Regions from separate parts of the Triticum aestivum genome. Here region 2 is linked to region 1. Evidence: chromatin contacts called from public Hi-C data. All regions are on one chromosome and are shown on one strand. Each heading gives the region's core, a stretch centred on a gene start, on an enhancer-like site or on the middle of the called end of the contact. The rest is flanking DNA. Distances are from core to core; before and after follow the strand shown. Region 1 holds the start of LOC123071201. Region 2 holds the start of LOC123071202 (cytochrome P450 704C1).

Region 1 (7,133 bases), core at 2,974-5,473:
TTTCCTACATCTTCTACTCTTAGCTCTTCGCCAAGACATTTTATTGGTGCCAACAAGCACCATGTCAACAATGGTGTATTCATCATGGACACCTCATCTTCTTAATTCCTCGCCAACTTTAGTTCTCGTTCCTACTTATTTTTTAGAATCCTCTTTCTTTCTTTCTTTTCTCATCTTATTTTCTGGAACACTCTTTTGTTCTCCAACACCATGAACCACTTGGTCACTTTAGTTTTTTTCCCTTCTAATTCTTGAAACACTCTTCCTTTCTACTATAGCATGAACCAAAATTTCACTATTGTGTTGTGTTGTCCTCACCCGCGAACGTTTCGACAATAGTCAGCATGTGAACATCCTGCAGAGCATAGTCATCATCCATCTTGGTGAACGCTAGGTCGCCGATGTCCTAAGCGCATGGTGGCCGTCAAGGTTTTTAATTTTGGAAACAAAAGAATTTCGGACCTCACCGAAATATGCAAAATTTCAAAAATTTCGCATATTTTGAAAATTGTTTCGGACTTTGAGGTTTCACATATCACATAATTTTAATGAATTCTAAAATAATTTAAATTTACTTTGAAACTAGTTTGAACCCACTTCGAAGTTTCTGGATTAAAAATATTTCGGACCCCATTCATATATTTGAAATTTCGAAAAATTCACTAAAATATGTCGTTGCTATGTTGGCAAGCGGTGCTCGACCATGTCGCTGAGAGTGTGTTGATTGTCCTTGCCCACGAGCGCTTTCAAAATAATTTGGCATGATTAACCGCTTGCATAATTAATTAAGTACACAAATAATTAATGACATACCGAATTCTCTGCATGCCAAATTAACTATCAACCATATCAATTAGTTATCGGACTAAGGGCTCCTTTGGTTCATAGGATAGGAATTTCATAGGAATTGGAAAATCATAGGAAATGAGATGGCATGCATCTCAATTCCTATAAAGAAAAACATGTCATTTGATACATAGCATAGGAATTCTTCCATTGAATCTAGGCTATTTTTTTTCCTTTGAAATGTGAAGGTTGGTTCCTATCCTACATAAAATTAGGAATCCATTCTTACAAACCAAAAGGCTTGATAGGAATTTTTCCTTTGAAAATCCTACCCTATAAAATTCCTATAAGATCCCTACAAACCAAAGGAGGCCTAAGTGGGAAAAAATTCCTACTTCTAATTATTTGTAGGCATAAATAATTATATTTAATTAATTAATTGCATTTATGACTCGATTTCCAAATTGATTTGGTGTAAAAAAATCTTGTTTAAATGGGCCTAATGAATGCATACGTAATTAAATGTCTATTTAATTAATTGCATTAATGATTTGATCTACATATTGATTCAATGCTTGATTTTCAATATATTTTCGCATCAATGGCTGCTACGAACGACGACGACGACCGAGTATTGTATGACACATTTCATTCATGATTTTTTTGACATTTGAATGGACACACTTGATTTGAGAATGTAGTATGTCTTGCTGTTTGTAAAACTGACAAGAAATATAATATGACCTCGTCCACGAACATATGTACGTGGCGGTCTGATGACCGGCCTTCCGTCACGGCCATCCTCAACACTGTGATCCACGCCCTGGCATTCTCAAGCAACATGTTAGTGTTAGGTCCAGCCATGGTGTCGCGTACGACGTCCCTCCGCAGGGATGCGCGGATACATACACTCATAAGAAAAAAGATATATTATTATTTATTATATTAGAAAACTTGTGATTGTCAATTAATAATAAATATAATGGTGATAATAAATGGTATAGTGCACGGGATTAGCGATTTGTTATGGAGGAATATCTTATTCTATTTTGGTAGATTGTCGAGAAAAATCTTATGTGTGTCCTTTAGGAAAGTGATCTCACATATATGATGTGATTTCTGAATACTTAATTACTTATAATTTACGGGATTGAATTGAATCAGAGTCTGCCAAAACAAGTACGAAACAAGATTCTCTTAATGAGATTTGGTTTTTTAATGGGAGAAAGAAAAAACCAGTGAGATATGGGGTGGTGGGAGGTGGGACAAAAAACCGAACGAAAATAAACCGTATCAGGCTACCAAGTGCTCCATCAGGAGTAGAGATATGTCGAGACTCACAATTGCAAACAGCTGGAGATTCTATGCTCGATTGCTCGTTGCCCAGGCCGTTGGTTGGCCGCTTCCCACTGTGGTGCTACTCATGCCTGCCCGCTAAACCTCTGGCGGTCTGGCATGTGCCCATACAGTGGGTTCGCAAGTCTTACACCCTCCCAGTTGTTTGATTCGGGATCTGACAAGATGTCGTTAGCGGCTGCTGCTCCTTGATGTGTGCCTAGCTGCTGCTACACCTAGATGAGCAGAAGCAGTCGCATCTCATCACAATTGAAGGGGGACGTTGGCCAGGAGCCCATGATTACCAGGTACTATGCCTCCATGTACCCTAATGGATGGATTTGGATCGATCGTGAAAGGGGGTGATGATGCCTGCTTAGTGTTGACTGGCTACAAACCATATGCATTAAAAAGCTGGCCAAAATCCTAGCCGGTCCACGGTCCAGGTCGGCCCCAACGAAGCTCCGTCCATGTCTGAGATGGCGTCGTTCACTCTTCTGGCCACATACGTACCATCTTCGAGTATGATAACCATATGTTATATTTCATATTTCAAACTTTTGAATGTAGCATACAATTGAAAAGCAAAGTGAACAACATTTTATAAAAGCAATTTCCATTGCCCAATTCCTCCTTAGAGCATCTCCATCGTCGTGCCCTATAGCGTCCGCAAACATCCGAACCGCCTCGTCCAGATGTTTTTGCCATCTAACACGGTGCCTTCAACGTCTGTGACGTGTCCGTGTGTCTGAATTCTCACAAACGGGCTCAGAATCCATCTGCCTGAGGAGTTTGTCCAAATGCATCAACAGATTCGGTATCGAGCAATTCATGATCAGTTTAAGAATGATCTGATTGAGCATCTGTGGGCGGTTAAAATATACAACTGGAACATAAGCTGAATTCAAGTTTGACTATTTTATTTGAAAACTTAATGTTTGAATTATAATATTTAAATTTGAACCAGTGTTGTATTTGAATATTTTCTTTGCTCGAAGAATTATATACTCAACTTTAGTTTGCCGACTTAAAAAATAGGGGTGAATGTTTGGTGGATAGCATGGATGGACTACTTTCGTATCTGTATTCGCGGATGTGTTGGACGTGTGAAGGAGTGCATTGGATGCCTTTAGGGATGAATTGTCGCCGACACGACTGGAGCACTGATACATTATGCTTGTGTCGACACCTTCTTTGGCCCTTGGCAAGGAGAAGGTTTAGCAAATCAACTAGCAGCATATGATGGAGGTGAGGGTTTTTGGAGGTCGAGCTCTAGGGAGCTCGTTTTGAAAAACCAAATTTCTACAATGTGAATTTTTTAGAACACGGTACAGACGTGCAAGCGTTCATATATGCGCGCATATATTTATCCCACCACATGCGTCTCGTAGTCGACGAGAATGTCTTCTCCCACTGAACGCGCATCGCCGGAAATTCTGAAATGCGAGCATCAAGATTTGAACCCTAGTGGGCCGGGATACCATTGTCCTCCTAACCATCCAAACATAGCTGGTTCATATTTTTTTTGAATTTATTTATGAACAATCATACACATGTGTATTACGTATGTGCGAAAATTCATAACCATATACTTTCACATGTGGCATACAGAAAAAAGCCAAAAACGTATTTCTAAGTATTTTTAGGGGTACGTATTTCTAAGATGGGCATTTTTTTGTTGTTGGGCCGGAATTTTGTTTTTTTACAGCCTACAAAACACAAAAAAATCAAATGCTTTTTCACATGTTGGCTAAAAAAAACATGTTGTTCGTGCGATATCTTTCCGTGGAATTTTTTAAAAACTTTAATATATCACTTTTTAAAAAAAATACCGAGCTCCTGGAGCTCGGGGAGCTTGGGCGCCATTGGCATTTTCCGTGCACGATGTGGCCTCTGTTCGGCAGTTTGATTGTACGCCCTAGGCGCAACACACGGCGCCACACACGGCTCCAACCGGGAAGGCGGATCAGCGACTCAACTACGTGTACGCGTTTTCCACCGTTGGATGGACACGGCACGGCCCAGGCCACCCCCGCCCGACACCCCCTTCCACGGAGCGGAGGCCCTCATTACAGGCGACTTTTATAGGAAAGCCCCCGAATTACCTCGGATTCCAGGATACCCATTCAGTGATACCGCGAGGGCGTCCAGCTCCGGCTCGCCTCAACCCTAACCCCCTGCCCCCCTCCCCTCCGGCGAGATGCCCACCGGCGCCTCGGCGTGACGCGACCCCTCGTTGGCGGCGAGGAGGGCGAATCGGGGGTGGCGGAGGGTGAATCGAGATGGAGGCGAGGCCTCGGCCTTCCGGCGTGCGGAGGGTGACCGCCAAGAAGCGGCCGAGGCCGGATGCGTCCTCCAACAGCGCGCGGAAGCTGCAGCGCCGGGAGATTGCCGCATTCCCCGAGCGCACCTTCGCCGCCAGCACCACGCGGGAGCGGTTCCGCAACATCCAGCTCCAGGTCCGCCTTTTCCCCGGGTGTCTCCTCGTCAATTGTGGGCGTCATTGGCAGTGCCTGGCATGGGTTGGTGGTGGTTTAGGGTTTAGGAGGGAGTTGCTTAAAGATCTTTGCTTTTTTCTGATTGCCGGAGGGGTTGGAACCAGGGGGCCTAGGCAGTGGCGGAGCCAGGATTGGCCGACGCCCCAGGCGAGAAACTAAGGGCAAAAAACTACCAAAAAACCCCAGTTTCAAGGCATATGAAAGTCAATCTATGTTGCATAACTAATAAGAAAACCAAACATAATATTCAATGGCAGCATTTGTTCCTTGATGGGTCAACTAATAAAGCAAGATAAATCAAAAGACAATATGTAGAGCATAGAGATGATATAAAAGATTGATATAAAATTGATACCAAATCAAAGGATTGGTTGATCTGAGCATCCCATGACTACATCATCAATAGCAGAAGAAGCTAAACCTTCAATGATAAATTTTGAAATGCAAATCAATGCATATTATAGCAGATAAAAATAGTTAATAACAGATGTAAAATGTGAAAGCTTACGGCTAGGACAAGGCGAAAGGCATCTGCGATTGCGATAACCTTGAAGTCGCTAAATGATCTTTGATTCTTCAATACTAAAAAATACATCTCGCTCAATGTAACATTCCATTCTATGAGACATCCAATCATCACACATTTTGTTTCTCAATCTAGTCTTGATAATGCTCATTGTTGAGAATGCCCTTTCTGCTGTTGCTAAAAGCTATACATCAGAAGTTCAGAACAGAGCTCCATGCCTCCACCGAACAGAGCAATACATCGAAGAGAACTAGGAAGGGATATCTTTGCTCTTGCTCTGTTGTCTGCTCTGTGCTGCGTCTCGCCGGACGCCGGGCAGCCTGCCGCCTCGCCGGGGTCGCTGCCTCGTCGGACAGGGCAGCAGCCCGCAGCGCCGCAGCGGCGCAAACTGATGCCCCAAAAGGGGATCGAAGGGACAGGGCTCGTCGGCTGGGTAGGCACGACGGCAGCCGGCAGGCGGCGGCAGCGGGCTCGCCGGTGGGCAAGGACGCAGGTCACACAGCCACCTGACGCCTAGGGTTCGTCCAAGTCGGGGGAACGGGCGGCGGGCAGCCGGTTGGTTCAGGCAGCTTCTTTTTTCAGGGGACACAGGCAGAGAGCTGAGGCAGGCAGCGAACGAGATCGGCCTCACGCCCCAGGCCGCCTTCGCTACATGTACGAGCGAGATGGGCCTCACGCCCCAGGCAGCCGCCCGGGCTGCCTGGGGCTTGTCTCCGCCCATGGGCCTAGGCGATGTGATGTATGAGTGCTAGGCGAGGAGGAACTGTGGCCTTCGGTCATGCTTAACAGTTAACAGGAGAAAATTAGTTTTTTTTTTCTGTGCAAGAACTGCTTGTTTGTACAGCCTTTTACTTGTGCGCCAGCTTCACTTTTGGTGAAGTAACTGTCTGACTGAGCTGTTAGGGTGCATCCTGGAATCACATCAATAGCAGTGTATTGGATGACACTAATAGGAGGAAGGATTGCTTCCTGGTGTTGTATTCCAATGTGTCGATGCCTTGGAGGGCCATCACTGGGATAATTTGGTCTGTATAGGAGGGCATCTTATAATTTGATGAAAAAAATTTGAACTTGGGCCATGAGGCCTCGCTTTGGCATTTCAATTTCCCAGTCTTGGAAAAAGGATAACATTTCAGGTAACTATGAGAACATGGAAGTCATGAATAGGTTTCACAAGCTACATTTCAATGGCTGATTCAGTTAGTCTGCCCACTCACTCTATTTTGAGATTAAACCTTGACCAGTGAAGTTTGCTACCGTTCACTCACTCAGTTTTTGGCGCTTAATGCTCTGCCAGTGTTGAGTTGCCTGATAGTGTGAATCTGCCAGTGACATACCACATGCTATCTAGGATTCTTGATTTGTTTTGTTTTTCTCATTCTTATTTGTAGGAAGAATTTGATACATATGATCCTAAGGAGAACAGTTCGCTACTACCTTACTTGAGGAAGCGGTCTGAAATTATTGAGATAGTTGGAGCCCGTGATATTATCTTTGCTTTATCACAGCTGGGAGTATGTGCTGCATTCAGTAGAGGTACGCCTCTTTTGAGCTTTTGTTAATGACTGGTCCTGGTTCAAACAACTATTCTTATATTCTCTTTGTTTCCAGTGAAAAACCAGCGGATTTGCTTTCTGAATGGAAGTCCAGATGAAGTCATCCGTAGTTTGTTTTATAACAAGAACAATGACTCGCTTATAACCGTATCAGTTTATGGTTCTGAAAATTTCAGTGCTTTAAGATGCAGGACAACTCGAATCGAGTGAGTTTGTCTTCCTATGATCCTGTTACACTGCTAGCCTTCCTACTTTTATCATATTATAGCTAAACGGCATTTTACTCTCAAGGTATATACGCCGTGGAAAGCCAGATGCTGGTTTCCCTCTTTTTGAGACAGAATCGTTGAGGTGGCCAGGTTTTGTGGAGTTTGATGATGTAAACGGAAAGGTGCTGACGTACTCTGCTCAAGACAGGTGATTGAACTACCT
Region 2 (7,133 bases), core at 2,223-4,722, 260 kb before region 1:
ATGACACAACAGGTCATGATCTCCCACATTTGATCTTTCGACCAGGTATGAGCGGGGCACCGGACAACAGCAAATCGAGATTGGAGCACACCAAATGCCCGCTCGATATCCTTCCTGCAAGCCTCCTGAATCTTTGCAAACCAGGCATTCTTGCCTCCAGGCACAAGGTTTTTGATGGTTTTGACAAATGTCGACCATCTCGGATAGATGCCATTAGCTAGATAGTACCCCTTGTTGTAGCGCCGCCAATTGATCTCGAAGTTCATCGGAGGAGAATGACCTTCAACAAGCTTGGCAAAGACAGGAGAGCACTGCAGCACGTTGATGTCATTGTGAGTTCCTGGCATACCAAAGAAGGAGTGCCAAATCCAGAGGTCCTGTGTGGCCACCGCCTCAAGTACCACACTGCAACCGCCTTTGGCGCCTTTGTAAATCCCTTGCCAAGCAAATGGGCAATTCTTCCATTTTCAATGCATGCAGTCGATGCTTCCAAGCATCCCAGGAAATCCTCTTGCTGCATTCTGTGCTAGGATCCGAGCAGTGTCTTTCGCATTGGGTGTTCTCAAGTATTGCGGTCCAAACACTGCCATCACTGCCCGAAAGAACTTGTAAAAACACTCTATGCTGGTGGACTCGGCCATGCACCCATAGTCGTCCTGTGAGTCACCGGGAGCTCCGTATGCAAGCATCCTCATCGCTGTCGTGCATTTCTGGATGGAGGTGAATCCAAGTTTGCCGGTGCAATCCATCTTGCATTTGAAGTAGTTGTCGAACTCTCGGATGGAATTCACAATCCTGAGGAAAAGCTTTCTGTTCATCCGATAACGGCGCCGAAATGTTCTGTCGCCGTGAAGTGGAGCATCGGCGAAGTAGTCGGAGTAGAGAATGCAGTAGCCTTCGAGACGATGCCGGTTCTTTGCTTTCACCCGCCCCGGCGCCGAGCCACCTCGCCGCGACTTTTCATTGCTCGCCAGCAGCTGGGCGAGGGCGGCGAGCACCATGAGATGCTCTTCTTCCTGGACGTCGGCCTCGGCTTCCTCCTCCAGCAGTGTGGCGAGCACTTCCTCGTCATCCGAGTCCATCGCCGAGGCAGGCAAATCGCCGAACACCTTGCGCGCGGTGGGCATGCACCCGCCGCTAAACTGCCCCTCCGCGGTCGGAAAGGGCGGCCGGAAACGCCCAGCTGGTGCCGGAGGGGCTGTCGCGGCGAACCTATGCTTTTTTTCCGGCGGGGAATGACTATCTACCGGTGAAGAGCGGCGGGGCGGCGCGGGGACGGAGCCGGGATATACCTACTTGCGGCCGAGAGCGCAGGGGGTGGGAGGCGGTCGGGGAAGAAAACCTTGACTTTTCACCTGACGGCGTGGGCCAGCCGCGCTTTTCCCTTGCGCCGGAGCCCCCAAGCGCCCCCAGCGCGCCGGGTTCGGCCTGCGGCCGCCGGGCGGAAAAAAGGGCCGAACCGGCGCTTTTTGTCGTCCTGCGGGCGCGACTGGGCCGTTTTTTTGGCGCCGGCGCTGAAAAAGTGGCCTGGAGGGGCCTGTTGGGGCGCGGCTGGAGATGCTCTAACACTCTTTGCCTTTACGGGTATCAACTTTGGGCACATTCTGGATGGATTTTTCGTTGGGCGTGACTAGGTCTCAGTCAACTGAAACTTGTCTCATTAACAACGACATAACATGTAAGAAAGAAAAAAAAAGAAACTTTTATATGGACCTCAATGTAAGATCTTACGAGTATAGCATCGATTAAGGCATAACCAAGTCCCAGTCGACTAAGATTTAGCAAGACTATTTTTCACTCCCTCCATCCCAAAATAGAAGTATTAATTAACTACAATTTTCTTCCAAGTACTTAGTTAATGAACGGTAAATCTTTTGCCTTCTTTTCAAAAATAAAATAAAATCTGCAGTTGTAATCTTCCATGGAATCCCAACAAGTTTAGAGTGTGTCGATTCGTGGTAGATGGATGGACTCACCAGCGGGAGCGAAGGGTACAGCCGAAGCGTCTCCGTCAAGGCGGCGTGCAGGTAGTGCATCTTGTTGAGCGCCTCGTCGTTGAGGCTCCTGGAGAAGTCGTCGATGGACGACGTGGCCTGGCCGGCGACGGCAGCCTCCTCGCTTATCTTCTCCTGGACCTCCGGGTGCTTGCACATCATGTACGGGAACCAGGCAAGCGCTCCGGCGGTCGTGTCCTTGCCGGCCATGATAATGTTCAGTATCATGTCTCTCAGGTGCTTGTAGTCCACCTCTCCGGCGTCGCCGGTGGTTGCCTGTATGAATCTCGACAGCAGGTCATCCTTCGCCACCTGTCAAGTCATCAACGTCAAGAAGAACCTGAGCTTCAGTTTCAAGCGTAACATATTAGCAGTGTCGTGTGCCTTGCCGCCGTCCGATATCTCGTCCGCCCTGCCACGGATGCGCTTGTACATGAACTCGTCGACGACCTCGATCCTGCGCCTGAGCGCCGCCTCGGCGCCGACGTTGAGGAATCTCGACACCTTCCAGAACGCATTGACGAAACGGAGCAGGGTGAACTCGCTGGCGTCGTCTAGCGCCGCGGCGAAGCGGCTCCCCTCGTCCGACCCCGACAGCGTGTCGAGGTCCACGCCGACGGCGATGGTGAAGATGGAGTCCATCGTCGCTTTCATCAGCAAGTCCTGATCCAAGAAACCAGTCAAATATACACGTATCGGCTTCGCGGGATGGTCCTGGAAGGAATTAACCAGAGGCAGGTTCAGGTTGACCTGAAAGTCCACGGGTTGCTTCGCGGCCGCGTTGCCGGAGACGATGTGCGCGAGCTTGGCGGCGTCCCTGTTGAAGACGCCGCCGCTGAAGTCCCGGAGGGCCCTCGTGGAGAAGTCGTAGCTGGCGATCTTCCTGTGCTGCCTCCACTTGTCGCCGTCCGCCGTGAAGATGCCGTCTCCGAAGAGATCGCTCGTCTTGTCGTAGTTAGACGCGCCCTTTGGTTGTGTTCGTTCAGAAACATCACACGCATATATGTATGTCAGCGGATATCCTGAGGTATTGATCACTCTCTTCATCCAAATTAGTTACTGTACTACCTTGCATCGCGTACCTTGCCGTAGTTGGCGAAGTTGGTCCTGAGGATGTGCTCGACCACCGCCGTGTCGGAGGTGTAAATCTGCCTCCGTCCCGGCGCGAGCAGTCGGAAGGTCGCGTGCTCGCGGAACAGGTCCGTGTAGTAGTCGTGCAGCCGCCGGAGGTGGTATACCTGGTGGAACACCGTTCCGGCCACAGGCGGGTACCGCTGCGCTCCAGCGGCGCCGCGGCCGACAACAAAGGCGGCAAGGTACCAGCAGATGGCTAGCACTGCGAGGCCGGCAGCCAGCACCAAGGCCGGGGAGCACTCTGGCATTCCCGTCGCCATAGCCACTCACTTGGTCGCGTGTGTGTTGTGACTTGTGAGCTGAGCCGAGCTGTTGCGTGTGAGTGATTCGGCCGGCCGGAACTATGGCAAACGATTCCTTACGGTCCACCATGGGCCACGTTATCTCTTCGTGTCGTCCTTTTCTTCTTAATTCGCTTTCCTCTCTTGTTTCTTTCAATCCCTATATATGCCGTGCAAAATGGAAAATTGCGCCTTACCGGCTGAGAGCGGCAGATCCCGGGTCATTCATTGAATGCTCAAGATTCGTGCGTTAGAATAGTGTATAACACGTGAATCATTTTTCAGATGAGATACACCGCAATACACTCTGTGCATGTCAGATGGTACAGTCGATTTCATGCTTGGTGGTAGCATGCATGTATCAGAAAAATCATATATATTTCAATTGAACATTTTTAGAGAACATATTTCACTATTTTAAAATAAACCACTCCACATTTCGAAATAACAGATTTCACAAGTTGACATTTCGGTTTCATATTATTTTTCACCTTTAGAACCTACATTTCACTTTCCACGACCTTGTTTCACAAATAACACATATATTTCAATTGCACATTTTTCTAAACATTAGTTCACATTTTTAAAACAAACTATCACACATTTCAAGAAAAATAAACCAGTTTCACAAGTTGATATTTCAGTTCATATTGTTTTTCATTTTCAGAACCTACATTTCCCTTTTCACTAGTTTGTTTGATGAAAATCACATCTATTTCAATTTTATTGAAAATCACATTTCACTCTTTTGAAGTAAACCACATTTCAAAATTTTCATTTTCACAAGTCGAGATTTTAGTTTAACATTTTTTTTCACTTCCAGAAGGTGCATTTTTTTCACGTTTCACTGGCTTGTTTCAGAAAAATAATATCTATTTCAGTTGCACATTTTAAAAATAACATATTTTACTCTTCTGAAATAAAATATCACACATTTCCAAATAATTAGCTTCACAAGTTGACATTTCAGTTTCATATTTGGGTTAAATAGTTTCCTATGAAAAATGTTATTTTCACGTATTTCTAGTGAAATAGGTTTGTTTCAGTTTTTTCCTAATGAAATGGGTTTATTTCACTTATGAGATGTGAAATGTCGAAATTTAAATGTGTTTGAAATATATTCAAAATTGGTTTAGTTCTGAAGTTCTTGACGCCAGGAGTCCAAATATATAAAAAGTTTGAAATACAAGTCTATAGTTTAAAAGATATGGTTGATTTAAATTGTGTAAGAGAAAATAAAGTCTATGAATTTGTTCTATGGATAGAGTGAGTGGAGAGACCTGCATGCGTAGGTTCTCTGACAAAAGGTGTACTTTAGGGCCATCAAACTAACATTGATTAGACTAAAAAGAAAGATATAAGAAAAATACTAGTGTTATACATCTAGGTGGGCCATACATTCTTACCAAACTCAGAAAAAATGGATGGTCTCTGATGTACAGGGACCTAAGGCAACAGCGCAAAATGACTTTCAACTATCATGTACCCTAGCCACTCACAAGTAGGAAAATGGCTAGTGTGGTGCGCCAGTTTCAATCAACGCACCACTCTGTTTTCGAAATAGTGGTGGGGTTGGATATTTGGTACGGCATTTCTAAAACCGCAGTGGCGATGTTGGGAAATTGACGAACGCTAGTTATATGTGGGACCCATAGTTGGTGCAATGCGCTGATACGTCTCCAACGTATCCATAATTTTTGATTGTTCTATACTATATATTATAGTATCAACCTTGGATGTTTTTATATGCAATTATATATCATTTTTTGGGACGAACTTATTAACCTAGTGCCCAGGCCAGTTGTTGTTTTTTGCTTGCTTTTGGCTTCTCAGGAAATCAATATCAAACATAATCCAATCGGAGAGAAAACTTCAGGCTTGTGGGCCCCTCGTGGCACCTCTTAACCTAATTCCGCCTCTATAAACTCTCAAATATTCCCTGACATACGAGAGCCACCCAAAGTACTTTTTCCGCGGCACAAGTTCCTATTCTCGTGAGATCCCATTTGAAGGCCTCCGTTGGAGGGGAAATCAATCATGGAAGGGCTCTACATCAATCTTGCCGCCCTTTCGATGATGTGTGAATAGTTTAGCACAGGCCTACGGGTTCATAGCTAGTAGCTAGATGACTTCATCTCTTTCTCTTTGATTTTCAATACAATGTTCTCCTCGATGTTCTTGGAGTTCTATTCGATGTAATCACTTTTTGCGGTGTGTTTGTTCGGATCCGATGAATTATGAGTTTATGATTATATTGTCCATGAATATTATTTGAGTCTTCTCTGAACTCTTTTATGCATGATTATTATAGCTTTGTATTTCTCTCCGATTTATTGATTTGGTTTGGCCAACTAGATTGATTTTTTTCTTGTAATGGGAGAGGTGCTTTGTGATGGGTTCGATCTTACGATGATCAATCCAAGTGATAGAATGGGAAATGACACGTATTTATATCGTTGCCATTAAGGATAAAAATATTAGGTTTATTCATGCATGCGTTTACTTTGTCTACATCATGTCATCTTGCTTAAGACGTTACTCCGTTCTTTATGAATTTAATACTCTAGATGCATGCTGGATAGCGGTCGATGTATGGAGTAATAGTAGAAGATGCACGTAGGAGTCGGTCTATTGTCTCGGACGTGATGCCTATATACATGATCATTGCCTTGGATATCGTCATAATTATTTGCTTTTTATCAATTGCCCAACAGTAATTTGTTTACCCACCCGTATGCTATTTTTAAGAGTGAAGTCTCCAGTGAAAACTATATCCACCGGATCTACTTTTATCATATATTAAAAATCCAAAAATACCTTCTTGCCAGTTTTCCTTTATTTATTTTATTTTGTATTTTTATCTATCTATTTATTTATCTATCACTACAAAATTTAATCTTGCAAGTAATCGTCAAGAGATTGATAACCCTTTGTTCGCGTTGGGTGCAAGTATTTGTTATTTTGTGTGCAGATACTACTAACAAGGTGTTGCGTGGTTCTCCTATTGGATTGACAACCTTCGTTCTTAACTGAGGGAAATACTTATCTCTACTATACTGCACCATCCCCTCCTATTCAGGAAAAGCCGAACGCAGCTCACAAATAACATGCATCATATACAAGTGATGTGGCATAACAAGGAACGCCAAGACTATTAAGTTTTCATGCGGCGTGATATATGTTGCTACGCCACCACTATATTATTTGTGACATTTTTATAATATTGTAGCTATTGTAGTTACCTTGATTTTTCTTTTATAATTTTGAGTTGGTGGCACGCCATTTCCAATCAAGCCAACACTATTTCAGACTCAAATTATATTATTTCTACGTTGATTGAAAACTGCCACGCCATAACCATTAGTATTTATTTTGAGTCATTTATTATTTTGAGTCTTTTGTTATTCTGAGTTTTTATTATTTTGAAATTTTTTGTTACTTTTAGTCTTTTATTATCTTCCGTATTTTTTATGTGTTTTGTCTTTTTAGAGTCTTTTGTTATTTTGTGTCTTTTTATAATGCTGTAGTTATTATTTTAAATGTTAATTACTTTGAGTCTTTTATTATGTTGAATCTTTTATTACTTTCAATCTTTTATCATTTTGTATTTTTGAATTTATTTTTGGGCCTAACCCAACATGGCGTCAGAGGTCCGGCCCAGCCCAATGTTGTCAAATCAAGAAATAGGTGGCCACGCCCCCCCCCCTCTCTCTCTTAATCCCCT

The links. Hi-C and Micro-C count contacts between places; a contact is called where the count stands out from the background.
Region 2: a Hi-C map of leaf shows a contact between it and region 1, with 5 times the contacts expected there. The contact joins the promoter of LOC123071202 here to the promoter of LOC123071201 in region 1. A contact is called at or near these places in 2 of 5 Hi-C or Micro-C datasets (leaf and an unstated tissue).

What each region holds. Positions count from the first base shown.
Region 1 is chr3B:601,249,097-601,256,229 of IWGSC CS RefSeq v2.1, reverse strand. LOC123071201 reads left to right here and starts at 4,223. Exons shown (of 8, transcript XM_044494714.1): 1 at 4,223-4,580; 2 at 6,537-6,681; 3 at 6,757-6,907; 4 at 6,993-7,118. The coding sequence starts at 4,404.
Region 2 is chr3B:601,509,101-601,516,233 of IWGSC CS RefSeq v2.1, reverse strand. LOC123071202 (cytochrome P450 704C1) reads right to left here and starts at 3,472. Exons shown (of 5, transcript XM_044494715.1): 1 at 3,077-3,472; 2 at 2,745-2,960; 3 at 2,379-2,657; 4 at 1,977-2,306. The coding sequence starts at 3,388.